Linked DNA regions of Capra hircus: region 2 is linked to region 1. The links are chromatin contacts, called in public Hi-C maps. All regions are on one chromosome and are shown on one strand. The core of a region is the stretch at or near the end of the contact, and the rest is flanking DNA. Distances in the headings are between cores, read along the strand shown.

Region 1 (5,839 bases), core at 2,868-5,367:
AAAGATCAATTTGGCTGCTGTGTGGAACATGGACTCTAAGGATAGGGAGTGTGGAAGCAGGAAAAAGATGTTCTGGCTGGAAGCCTACAGTTCAGAAGTTCTGGGTGGGTTAATGGTTAATGTTACCTGCCTCCCTGCCTTGGGACATCCCCTCTCCAGTTTATCTAATCCCATCCATGATTAGATGTGATCATGTAAATTAGAGATCACTTTTACATAGACATCTTTCTGTGGAAAAAGGAATCAGAGAGTCCAGCCCACTGTGAGATAAGAAACCCTGCCTAGCTGATTAGACAAGTGTAGGCTGAGCCAATCAGACTCCTCCTCCCGAGGATTTCAAATTACAACTCAGTCTTTGCTGAGTATATCAAACAAGGAAATGTAATGTTTGAGCACATACACAAAATAAATATTGGTTGTATGAATGGGTGCATGGCAAAAAAGATCTGCAGAGAAAGAGGAAAAAAAGCAGATGTGCCAGGGAGGCCCAGACTAGGAGAGAGAGCTTACTGCAGGCTTCTCACCCACTTCCTGGTTTCTGACCCTCCCAGGCCTCAGGGGCTTCCTGGGGTTCCTGGACACCCCCATTTCCTTTTGAAAACTCCCAGTTTTGCTTACGTGAATTTCTTTAAAGTGCAGTTCAAGGAGCCCTGCTCCAGGGTGTGCACCCTGTTATTGCTGCTGTCCAGATGGCCATGATGCTCTTCTCACCTGCAGCTGGTGGGGCCCTTGTTCCCCACGGCCTCACCAATTTCGGGCTTCCTTACCTCTTTTTCCCCCCTAGTTGTATAGTCCTATAACGTTGTCTTAAGGCAATTGAATTTGCACTCACTTGATTCACTAGTGAAAGTAAGTGAAAGTGTCACTCGCTCAGTCATGTCCGAATCTTTGTGATCCCATGGACTGTAGCCCACCGGGCCCCTCTGTCCATGGGATTCTCCAGGCAAGAATACTGGAGCGGGTTACCATGCATGCCCTTCTCCAGGGGATCTTCCCGACCCAGGGATCAAACCTGGGTCTCCTGCAGTGCAGGCAAATTCTTTACAGTCTGGCATTATTCTGAGATAATTTGTATTCATCTTGTTTACAGTTTAAGCCCTCTCTGAGTGAAATCCAGTTTCACACATACTGAATTTAGTTATCTGAAAAATAAGTATGTATTTGGTTTCGTGTTGTTTTTATTGGTACATGTATTTCCCCATATACTCTTTCTTCCCTTTTTATAGTCTACAGAAGATAAAACACAAATCAAGCCAGTCATCAAGCATCTGTGGACTTCCCATTGATGTCAGCCCTGGAGATATAAGCGGAGGCTGTCAGAGCTCCCCCGCCCCCCGCCCCCTTTTGCACCCCCTGTGGAAGCTGGTTTCGCTGGACCTCCTCTCCTCCAGGGCCACAAGCCCTCCCTGAAAGATCTCAGTGATCTCATCTGCTCCCAGGCCTCGGCTCCCACTTGTTTTGCAGGAAGAGCCGGCTTTGGTGTTTGCTGTGTTTTTATGATATGTGACTTTCACCCCATGCACTTTGTATTCAGAGTTTGAATGTTTGGTTTAACTCATGGGAAACTCCACTGAGTTATTTTTGTCCCTGTCAGAAACACTGGTTCTGTCCCCAGCTGCCCCGAGGTGCACCGGCTCGGGCATTACACTGTGTCTCTAGTGGGCTAGTGCATCCGACGGAGCTCACGCAGGTGTGGCGCCAGAGCTCACCTGCTTGGACTTCTGTCCTGTGCACTGCCCTGCAAGGCCCTGGCAGCTGTGAGGCTGCCTGTGCCACCAGAGGTGACACACTGGGCACCTCTTGGGAGGAGTCAGGTTTGCCTCTGCCATCTGGCCTAAGTCTGCCACCCAGTCCAAAGAGGGATATGAGGAGTTTGGGGGGAAATGGATACATGTATATGCATGGCTGCGTCCCTTGGCTGTCCACCTGAAACCATCACAACATTGTTCATCGGCAGTTGTTGTTTAGCCAACTCTTTGGCAGCCCCTTGGAGAGGAGCACAGTCAGTGTCAAGAGGCTGCCCAGCGGCTGGGTCAGGCTGTGCTGGGACAGTCAAGCCCACGTCGGTCACCATCCACGGCGCTCTGCATCCGCCCTGCCATCACCCGTGCTGAGGAACACAATGCCCGTTCTGCTCCTCACTTGCCGGTGAAGCCCTTCTCTTAACGGCTGCCTGCTGTTGCCCTGGAATCAATCACCCAGCAGGAGGTTGGGGCCCACCCATGCCATGCCCCAACCAACCCATTTCCTGTGGACACTCATTTTCCACAACAGCTCAGGAACCTTATAAGCCTCATAAAATGAAAAGGGTGGGATCCTGTCACTGAGTATCAGAGGTGTAGGACAGTCTTCAGAACAGACACTAAGGCTGTGACCTATTTCCCATGGCTACACGCCAAGCCAGAGAGAGCCCCTGGGAAGGAGCAAGAGCTGAGTTGGAGTCATCACTGTACCCCTAACACATGGGTGGTGCTTGGTAGACGTTTATTATGTTGAAAGAATGAATGAAAATCACAGCCTAGCAAGGAAGACAGATCCACAAGCACATCATTATAGTACAACCCAAGCGCTGAGATAAAAGAGAGTGGAAGAGGAAAGGGGTCCAGAGACATAGTGATTTCCCGAGGCTGTACCAGGACCGCAGCCCAGGTTTCTCATGCTCCCTGCTCCGGAGCACAACGGGGGCAGGTGGGTGCTCTAGGGGGCGTCAGCCCGCCTGTGCTGCCGTCTCTGGGCCTGGCTGCAGCTGCTGGGCTCTGGGTGCACGACCCAGACTAGGAAATGGGTTCTCCCTGCCCTGCTTTTGCTGTTGGGCTTCAGATACGCCAGTCCATTTCTGAGCTCATCTGCCCTGAGAACCGAGAGCTGGTCACGTTTGGCCATGTGTTTTAGGAAATAGACAGTGAGGCCCAGAGAGGAAGAGAAGCTTGCTCTCCTCTCCATGTTTCCCCCACCACACCCCTCCCCCCCAATATTTATTTATTTATTTAGCTTCTTTGGGTCTTAATTGTGGCATGTGGGCTCTTCGTTCAGTCATGCAGGATCTTTCATGGAAGTGCACAGACTCGGTAGCTGTGGCGTGCGGGATTAGTTGCCCCACTGCGTATGGGATCTTAGTTCCTCAACCAGGGATCGAACCCACATCACCTGCATTGCAAGGTGGTTCTTAACCACTGGACCACCAGGGAAGTCCCCTGCCCCATGGCTTTAAGGATCCTGACCTTGTTCCCTTGAGGCCTGGCTGCCCGCTACCCTTGGGTTCCTTGAGACATCTCTGAAGACTTGTATTAAATTCTTCTCTTTTATTCAACTTGGCTGAGCGGTTTCTGTTCTGTGCAGCTGAGAGTCTGGGCTAACATTTACCTCACTGATGCCCCATCATGCTCTCAGTAAACACTTCCACACCTCGCACCCTGCCCCACACTTTGGTCTGAGAGCTTTACATGTAATAACTTGCTAAATCCTCATAACATTTCTCTGAGGTAGGTAGCACTGTCCTCTCTCATTCTCAGATGTGGAGACTGAGGCACAAAGGGGGAGTAACTGCCCTGCTCACACAGCTAGGAGGTGGTGGAGCTGGGATTCACTCACATCCAGGCAGAGCCCACGCCCAACATTGCACTTTTACCATATTTTGTTGAGCTGAAGTTTGTATTTTTAGACATCTTTAATGCATTCTCTTGGAAGAATTTCGTTCGAAATGCTAACCACCACCAGGAGCCCTGAGTCCTAAATGACGCTGGTTGGGGCCGAGAGTCCAGACCGCTCTCTCTGCCCCCCAGGCCCTGCCTCTCCTTTGCCGGGCCTGGCAGAGGAAGCGCGGGAAGGAGCTGCCAGGCCAGGGCTTGGCGGCAAAACTGCTTGTGCGCGGGAGGCCAGAGCCACGCCCTGGCACCTGGCAGGCAGCCCGGCCCCACCGTTGAGAAAATACCTGGAACAAAGGAATCCTCCCGCCACGACTGGCCGCCTCTCCTGTGCCTGCAGCACCCAGGCTGAGGAATCTGACCTCCGGGCCAGCCCAGGCCAGGTCCTTACATGGCCTCAGGAGGCCCAGCCGGGAATACCTGCCTGGCTCTCTGCAGTGGGCATCCCATGGGGAGCTCTTCCTCTCACCCCATTTCCACCCAGGGGCCCTTTGGGGCTGCCTGGACTTCCAGTTACTGCCACTCTGCCCCAAGGTGTCTTCAGAGGGTCCCAGGAGAGTGAAAGGTAGAGGACTCTGGACACCCCCCTCAGGGTAGTGGCGTGGTTCTTGGGGGACATATCTTGGGCAAAGCTGGAAGCTCCTCAGAGGGGAGGTCCAGCCTCCTGAGGGGTAGCCAGCTGATGTCCCATTCCTTCTCCTTTCTCCCCTCCTTCCTGTGAGCAAGATTTCAGGAGCATGAATCTGGGCAAGAGACCACCTCACCACAGCTCTTTCGTTCAGAAAACCCAGGAGCCCCAGGTTCAGCTCCCAGCCCTAGCCAGCAGCGCACCTTTCCCCACCCCGTGCCCTAGTGACTGCTGTCATCCGGGCCGCTGAAGCCCGAGTGGTGCTTCTGATGGTTCAGAAAAGGAAGCTGCTTTCTCCAGGTGGACCCAGCCTTCCTCCAGGGCCCCCAGCTGTGCCAAGTGGAGCAGGGCATGGAGCTGGACTTCAACCCCCACTTGCTTCTTGTTTCTGTGTGTGCAGATCCAAGCTGCAGTGTCTTATAAAGAGCAACAAGGCCTGGGAGGAAAATCCCCAACCGTGACCCTCGGCCCCTGATTCCCAGGCCAAACCCTGTTCCCCTGACCTGGATATTCCCTGGGCTGGATGAAGGAAGGCCATTCCAGAGGTGGTCCCTCTTCATGGGCCTGAACCAGCTCTAGACAGCAGGGCAAGACTCAGGAGAGGTTCCCTAGAAAAAGCTCCCAACACCACTGAGAGAAGCCTTCTCCCAGGCAGCGCCTGGTTCTGGTCCCTCTTGTGCTCCTAACTGGCTCTGCCACCTGGGTCGGTCACTATCCCTCCCTCACCCAGTTTATCCTATCGTAACATGAGAAACGGGGGGTCAGATCCCTGATACCAAGATCTCTCACCAGAAAGAAAGGCTGGAAGTTCAGGCAAACATGGAGCCTGTGTCCGGATGTCTGGCTTCTCTCTGCCCCCTGGTGGACACAAGCAGCCTAGCACCCAGGGGGAAACGTGCTATGTGCCAAATCACTTCAGTCCTGTTCCACTCTTTGCGACCCCATGAACAGGTATGACCTAACTCAAATGCCTTATGATTATATAGTGGAAGTGAAAAATAGATTCAAGGGATTAGATCTGATAGACAGAGCGCCTGAAGAGCTATGGATGGAGGTTCACGACATTGTACAGGAGACAGGGCTCAAGACCATCCCCAAGAAAAAGAAATGCAAAAAAGCAAAATGGCTGTCTGAGGAGGCCTTACAAGTAGCTGACAAAAGAAGAGAAGTGAAAAGCAAAGGAGAAAAGGAAAGATATACCCATTTGAATGCAGAGTTCCAAAGAATAGCAAGGAGATAAGAAAGCCTTCCTCAGCAATCAATGCACAAAGAAATAGAGGAAAACAATAGAATGGGAAAGACTAGAGATCTCTTCAAGAAAATCAGAGATATCAAAGGAATATTTCCTGCAAAGATGGGCACAATAAAGGACAGAAATGGTCTGGACCTAACAGAAGCAGAAGATATTAAGAAGAGGTGGCAAGAATACACACAAAAACTATACAAAAAAGATTTTCATGACCCAGCTAATCATGATGGTGTGATCACTCACCTAGAGCCAGACATCCTGGAATGGGAAGTCAAGTGGGCCTTAGGAAGCATCATTACCAACAAAGCTAGTGGAGGT
Region 2 (6,072 bases), core at 1,395-3,894, 79 kb before region 1:
ACCAAAACAGTCAAATAATTAAATAACATAACATAATTGTTTCTTAAAAAGGAAATAAAATTTAAAATTGCAGAAAAACTGAATTTTTTCAGTTTTTGAATTCATGAATTCATCACCATCCTAGGTCCAGACATCACTCAGAAGCCAGAGCTGTTAGCCCTAAAAGCAGCAGCATCTCTGCAGAACAGACGCACATTAACCAGGCTCAGGAGAGTAATATTTCAAATCAGACGCCAATTCATTAAGTTATACGGGGAAGCAGGGCTTTGAAGCAGACTGGATCTTCTTGTTCACTGATGAGTGCATTCTCTCCCTGTGGGCGGATCTACATAGGGAACAGTGGTTTTCAGCAGGTTGCTTGGTGATCCAGAGCACAAGTGAAGTGGGGAGGGGGCGGTGAATTGGGTGGTTTCAAAGAATGATGTTTCCATATCCCTTGTTCCTGGACCAGCATCTTTGTCCCCAGACAGGGCTAGGATGACACTCTGGTGATTGCTTCTTGATCTCTGTTTTGTTGACTGTCCAGACTCTTTCTTACTAGCACCTCCTCTTTAGTTGTATCAGTACCTTTATTCAGGTTACAGTCTAGACTGAGCCTGACAGTGATTCTGTCTCCAGTAGGTAGACTGGCACATTTCTACGTTAAAGCATTAGAGACTTGTCTCCAAACAGGCAACACATTTACAAAGCACGTCCGACGTGTCAGGCTCTGTTCTAAACTCTGGAGTTGCAGCAGTCAACAAGGCTGACATCTGACCTAGCCCTCAGTGAGCTTACAGTCTGGTGAGGAAAACAAAGTATGCAATGTGAAGGAGCAGTCTAACTCTCAGAAGACAACTTAATTTACGTTATTCTAGTTCTTGAGGTGAGGACACATCCTGGTTGTCTCCAGAAATCACCTACTACAATGAACCATGGGGAGGGGCTGTTGAGCAATGAATCTCATCTTGACAGAGAAAGAAGATCCATTTCTCAAGCACATATTCCCAAGCCTCCCGTGGATTCTATGCCCCAAATCTTCCCAGTAAAATGATTTTCTGCTTAAATGTATCTGTCGTTTGTAACCAAGAACTCCGACTAGTATAGCAACCATTTCACATATCTGTAGACCAGAGAACAAGTTCCCCAAAGACAAATCCAACCCCTCTGCCTCAGGACTGCAACCAACCTGGAACCTCTCTGATCTGTGACTTCCATTCAGCACAAAGCAGGACACACAGGCTCTCTCAATAAAATCTGGTTGGCTGAGTCACTTAGTAAGTTCAATCACAAGCTGTTCTATGTACTTAAATTGCAAAGCTAGTAAGAACTAGTTGCTGCCTTCAAAGATGTCCACATGCACCTTCAAGCTAACATATGCAAAACAGAGGCTGTCGTCTTTCTTTCCTTTTCTGCCAACTTGTATATCAACTCGTGTTTAGTGTCTCATGCTCCAGCCACACTGAGCTGCTTGCACATCTCACATCCCTCTGCTGGGGTTTCATCAGCGAGTAGTTTGGTGTTCTTAGACCACAGCGGTGGGAGAGAAAGACAGCAGGTAATCGGGCTGCTGCTTGTAGACCAGACCTTGAAGGCCAGTTAGAGCATTCTAGATGTATTGGCTGCTATCCCAGGTTACTTTCCTTGGTCTGAATAGAATACCCCATAGTTTAGCTTTTCCTCTTCTACTGAAGGAAGTCTGCGTAGAAGAGGATACAAGGTTTATATGTCCATCATCTTGGCCAGAGATACAGCTACAATCCAGATTCTCATTTTACAGATAAGTAAATAGAGGCTTAAAAGGACTTGACTGTAGAGCTAGCAAGTAGCAAAACAAAGGCTTGAATGAAGTTTCCAGACTCCAAACTCCCATTCTTTCCTGTATTAGGACAGCTGATACAGAATGTTTTGTGTGTGGTTTGAGGGAGGGGAATCGCCTTGATCTGTTTTTTGGGGAAAATTCTCCTTATCACCCATACCAGAAGCTAAATTTGTTCTGCTTGCCTCTCCTGGCCTAGTTCCCTTCCCTAGATACTGTCTTCTTAAACCCTCACAACAGTTCTGTGAGGTATTACCATCCCTTCATTTTATAGATGAGACTGAAGCTCAGAAAGTTTAAATTTCAGGCTCCGGAATCTTCACCACCTTGCTTCGCTGAGGTCCGTCCAGGTTTGGGAACACCAAGCTGATGAAGCGGGGCCAAACGGTGAGGAAGACAGTGCCGGGGACCGGGCTGGGGTTTAAGGCTGATGACCACCAGGTGGCGCGGTCGAGGTGCGGCTGCCCCCTACTACCCTCTCGCGGGCCAGACGTACCAAAACTAAACGGGGCGAGTTCGGGGAAGTAGGCTCGCGGAGCAGGGAGTAGTTTTCCTGAACCCAGAGTATGCAAGGAGCTCCGTTCTCGCTCAGCCTCCAGAGGACCTCCCGAGCCTCTCTAAAGAGTTACGACCCCACCGAGCGACCGCCGGGCCGCATCAGCCCGCCGCCAGCTCCGCGCTCCGCACTCCGCACTGTGCAGTTCATTTGGTGGGCCTGGGACTCCACAGCCCCCACCTGTCGACCGAGGAGGCGGGGCGTGGGCGGGGCTGGTCCCGTAGGGCCCGCCCCCTGTCCCTGAGCCGCGGGCGCGCGACGAGATATAAGGCAGCCTGGAAACAATGCGCCTGCACCTCGCGCTCCCGCGCCGCTCCCGGGAGCGTCCGGGCCGCCGTGCGCGAGCGAGGGCGGGAGCGCGCGCTGGGAGGCTAGCGCTTGTGTGCGGGCCTCGCACTCGGTGGCGCGCATGTGCAAGTGTGCGGGCTGCTTCGCTGCCCCGAGCGGGCGGGGAGCCGGTCCGCTCCAGGTGGCCGGTGGCGGGAGCGAGGTGAGGCTGCGGGCAGCCTGGGAACGGGCGCGGGTCCCGGGAGGCGGGCTGCAGGCTGCCTTCTGGGCACAGCGCGCCCCCGCCCGACCCGGCCGGGCCCTCGGAGCTGCGCTCCGGGCGGCGCTGGCAAAGTTTGCTTTGAACTCGCTCCCTGCAGCCTAGTCCGCGCGCTGTGAGCAGCTTCCCCAGGCACGCTGACCTGGGTCCGGGCTGCCCGGGACGCTAGGGAAGGGCGCGGGCTCCAAGCCGTGAGGTTGGAGACGTACGAGAGCCTGGCAGCCAGCTGTACTGGGGGGCCGGGGGACGCTTCCCTCCCTGGGCCCGCACCTGGGTCAGCACATCCCCCTTCCCTCCCGCAGGGAGCGGACATGGACTTCGACTCGTACCAGCACTATTTCTACGACTATGACTGCGGAGAGGATTTCTACCGCTCCACGGCGCCCAGCGAGGACATCTGGAAGAAATTCGAGCTGGTGCCGTCGCCCCCCACGTCGCCGCCCTGGAGCTCCGGTCCCGGCGACGGAGACGCGGGCCCCGGAATTGGTCCTCCGGAGCCGTGGCCCGGAGGGGGCGCCGGGGACGATGCAGAATCCCGGGGTCACTCGAAAGCTTGGGGCAGGAACTACGCTTCCATCATCCGCCGAGACTGTATGTGGAGCGGCTTTTCGGCCCGGGAACGGCTGGAGAGAGCGGTGAGCGACCGGCTTGTCGCTGGCGCGCCCCGGGGGAACCCGCCCAAGGCGCCCGCCGCCCCGGACTGCGCTCCCAGCCTCGAAGCCGGCAACCCGGCGCCCGCTGCCCCCTGTCCGCTGGGCGAGCCCAAGACCCAGGCCTGCTCGGGGTCCGAGAGCCCAAGCGACTCGGGTAAGGACCGCCCCGGGTCATCCAAGAGGGGGCACCCCATGGGTGGCCAAACCTCTGCCGCTGAGGTCAGGCACTGGGTCTGCGCAAGCCCTTCCGCCACCTCCCTCTTCCTCTGGCTGAAGCTGCCGGTGTAGCCCCCAGCGGTGTCTGTCTGGCACGTGGGAGTGTTAGTAAACAGTTTGAAGAAGTGGCGTGGGAGCCAGCGTCCCTTTGATGATGATTGGAGCCCCAGGGGACAAGGGAGACAGGGTGAGGCTTGGCACTTAGGGAGAACAATACGGGGATTGGACCGCAGGGGATTTATGCCCTCCGAAGGCTGGAAAGGGTCCCTTAAGGGTCACTCCAGACTTGAATTTTTTTGTTGCTGTCTCTTTCTCTGGGAAACTCACTCCCCTGGGGAGAGAAGCTGAGAAGCCTTTTGTGCAAAGCCAAAGCCTTCATCCTTTAAAAAACCTGGTCTCCTGCCTGCTTTATTTTAAAATGACAATAATGGCTCCTCCTCCATCCCCACCTCTTACCACGTATTCATCCTCACATCACCCCTGAGACAGTAATGGAGGAATGACTGCTCCCCATTAACAGATGGAAAAACCGAGGCTTAGAAATAGGAAATCGCCAGAAGTGAACGCCAGCTTCCTGCCATCCAGCCAGCTTCTTTTGCTCAGTCCTCCATCCCAACCAGGCACTTCTCTGATGTTTAGAGGAACTTACTGGTTATCTTATCTGAGAAGTGGTACATCTTGCCATTTTGCTCTGGCCTGTGGTGAAGTGTTCCTCTAGGAACAGTTCATCTGAGGGCTTTCAGCTGCTTCATTTGTATTCAACAAATGTTCACTGGCCTCTACTTTGTGCTAAGCTCTGGGGTTAGTGCTGGGGGTCACAAATATGGAGCTCCAGGCTCCCCTTCCCCATCGTTGAATGCAAGTGTACATCTCACTGAGCACAGCCTGCTGCATCTCTGCCACCAGACTGTGTCATTCTTAGCCTAACCTCTTCTTCGAGGTGCCCATGAGAAATACTGGGGAGGGTGTTTTATAGTTTGCACACTGAGGCTTGTGTCAGATAAATCAGGACTGAAAACTCAAGTAGCTTTTAAGAATAATTAAAAAAAAAATTTACATGACCATTTAGAGGGAACTGGGGAATGGGTATGGAGGTTCTCATACATTTAAGGGTGAACATAAGGAAGGAAACACAATGAAAAGTCAAAAAAATTTTTTTTCTGGTTCACTATGTTAAGGTCATTTTTAACCTGCCTGCTTTTTACACCAAGACCTTCTGTTTGTTTAATGGCTGGAATGGGAACTTTGAGATCAAGAAACCAATAAAGATGTATCTCTACAAAAGCTGATATGGTAGAGTGGAAAGTGCATTGTTTCGGGAATCTGGAGATCTTAGTTTTAGATCCAGAATGTTATAAAGGTGCTGTGTGGACTTGGCTGACCTGGCTCTCAGTTTCTCCCTTTGCATGTTAGCGAGTTTGACCTGATCATCCAGCTGAGGACATGTCCTTGTCTGGGTAGAGTTAGACATGCTCTCTGAAAAGGAGAATGGTGTCTCACATAATTTTTTTCTTAGGCAGAACCTTCCCCAGCTATGGGGCTTAACCCTGAAGTATTAAAGGTTTGGGATGTGGGGAAGTCTCCTGTATCATTTTCTAACCTGCCCTTTACCCTGAACCTGTTTGCAAGCTCCTGGTTCACTCACAGGCCACATGGCCCAGAACAAAATGCAACAGATTGCAAACAATGAGGGGGGTGGGGAGAGTGACTGACGGCAAAGCTCAGCCAATAGGGGCTCGGGGCTGAGTAAGACCGCATTCCAAACTCCGCTCAGCCAGCCAATCACAGGTCTCGGGGCCAGGAGGGCTGAATGGTCAGGTTTTATTAATGGAGAAATAATGCGATTGTCCACACAATGGAAGCCTTCCTGACAAAGGGGCTCAAGCTTCGTGATTTGCGAAAGAGGCTGAGAACTGAGCTCTTCTGTTGTCAGGCTGAAATGCATGAAGGTGGCCTTCTCTGTGGGGGCTGCAAAACAGTGAGGAGCAGTAACGTTCTCCCCTAATTGTCCCTCTCCTGGTTGGGGTAAGCTGAGATCTTGGAGTAAGGGAAAGATAGAGGCATGTCCAGGTGTTGCTAGTGTTTTGGCCCCTGTATCAAGACATTCTCTTGCCGCTCAATTCCTGACCCCCTAGCACAAGTAGCTTGGAAATGGTCTTTTGTACCTCCGTGAAGTTCCTGCGGCTTCTGCTGACCTGTGATTACAAATCCAATCCTCTTCTGGTCCAGGGAAGTGGGTGGGGCAGGCGACCTATAAATGATGGGTGACTTTAGAAACCCACTGAACCCAGGAGCAAAATGC

The links. A called contact is a pair of places that touch in the nucleus more often than the background predicts.
Region 2: a Hi-C map of blood shows a contact between it and region 1, with 4 times the contacts expected there. The contact joins the promoter of MYCL here to the enhancer-like site in region 1. A contact is called at or near these places in 4 of 5 Hi-C or Micro-C datasets (blood and liver).

What each region holds. Positions count from the first base shown.
Region 1 is chr3:14,541,034-14,546,872 of ARS1.2, reverse strand. No RefSeq gene overlaps it. Among named protein-coding and RNA genes, the nearest start is that of BMP8B, 25 kb to the right of the region's middle. Within about 2 kb of position 4,117, at least 2 of the 5 cell types and tissues checked have an H3K27ac peak or open chromatin away from gene starts, as enhancers often do.
Region 2 is chr3:14,617,838-14,623,909 of ARS1.2, reverse strand. MYCL (protein L-Myc) reads left to right here and starts at 2,644. Exons shown (of 3, transcript XM_018042224.1): 1 at 2,644-2,844; 2 at 3,204-3,708. The coding sequence starts at 2,764.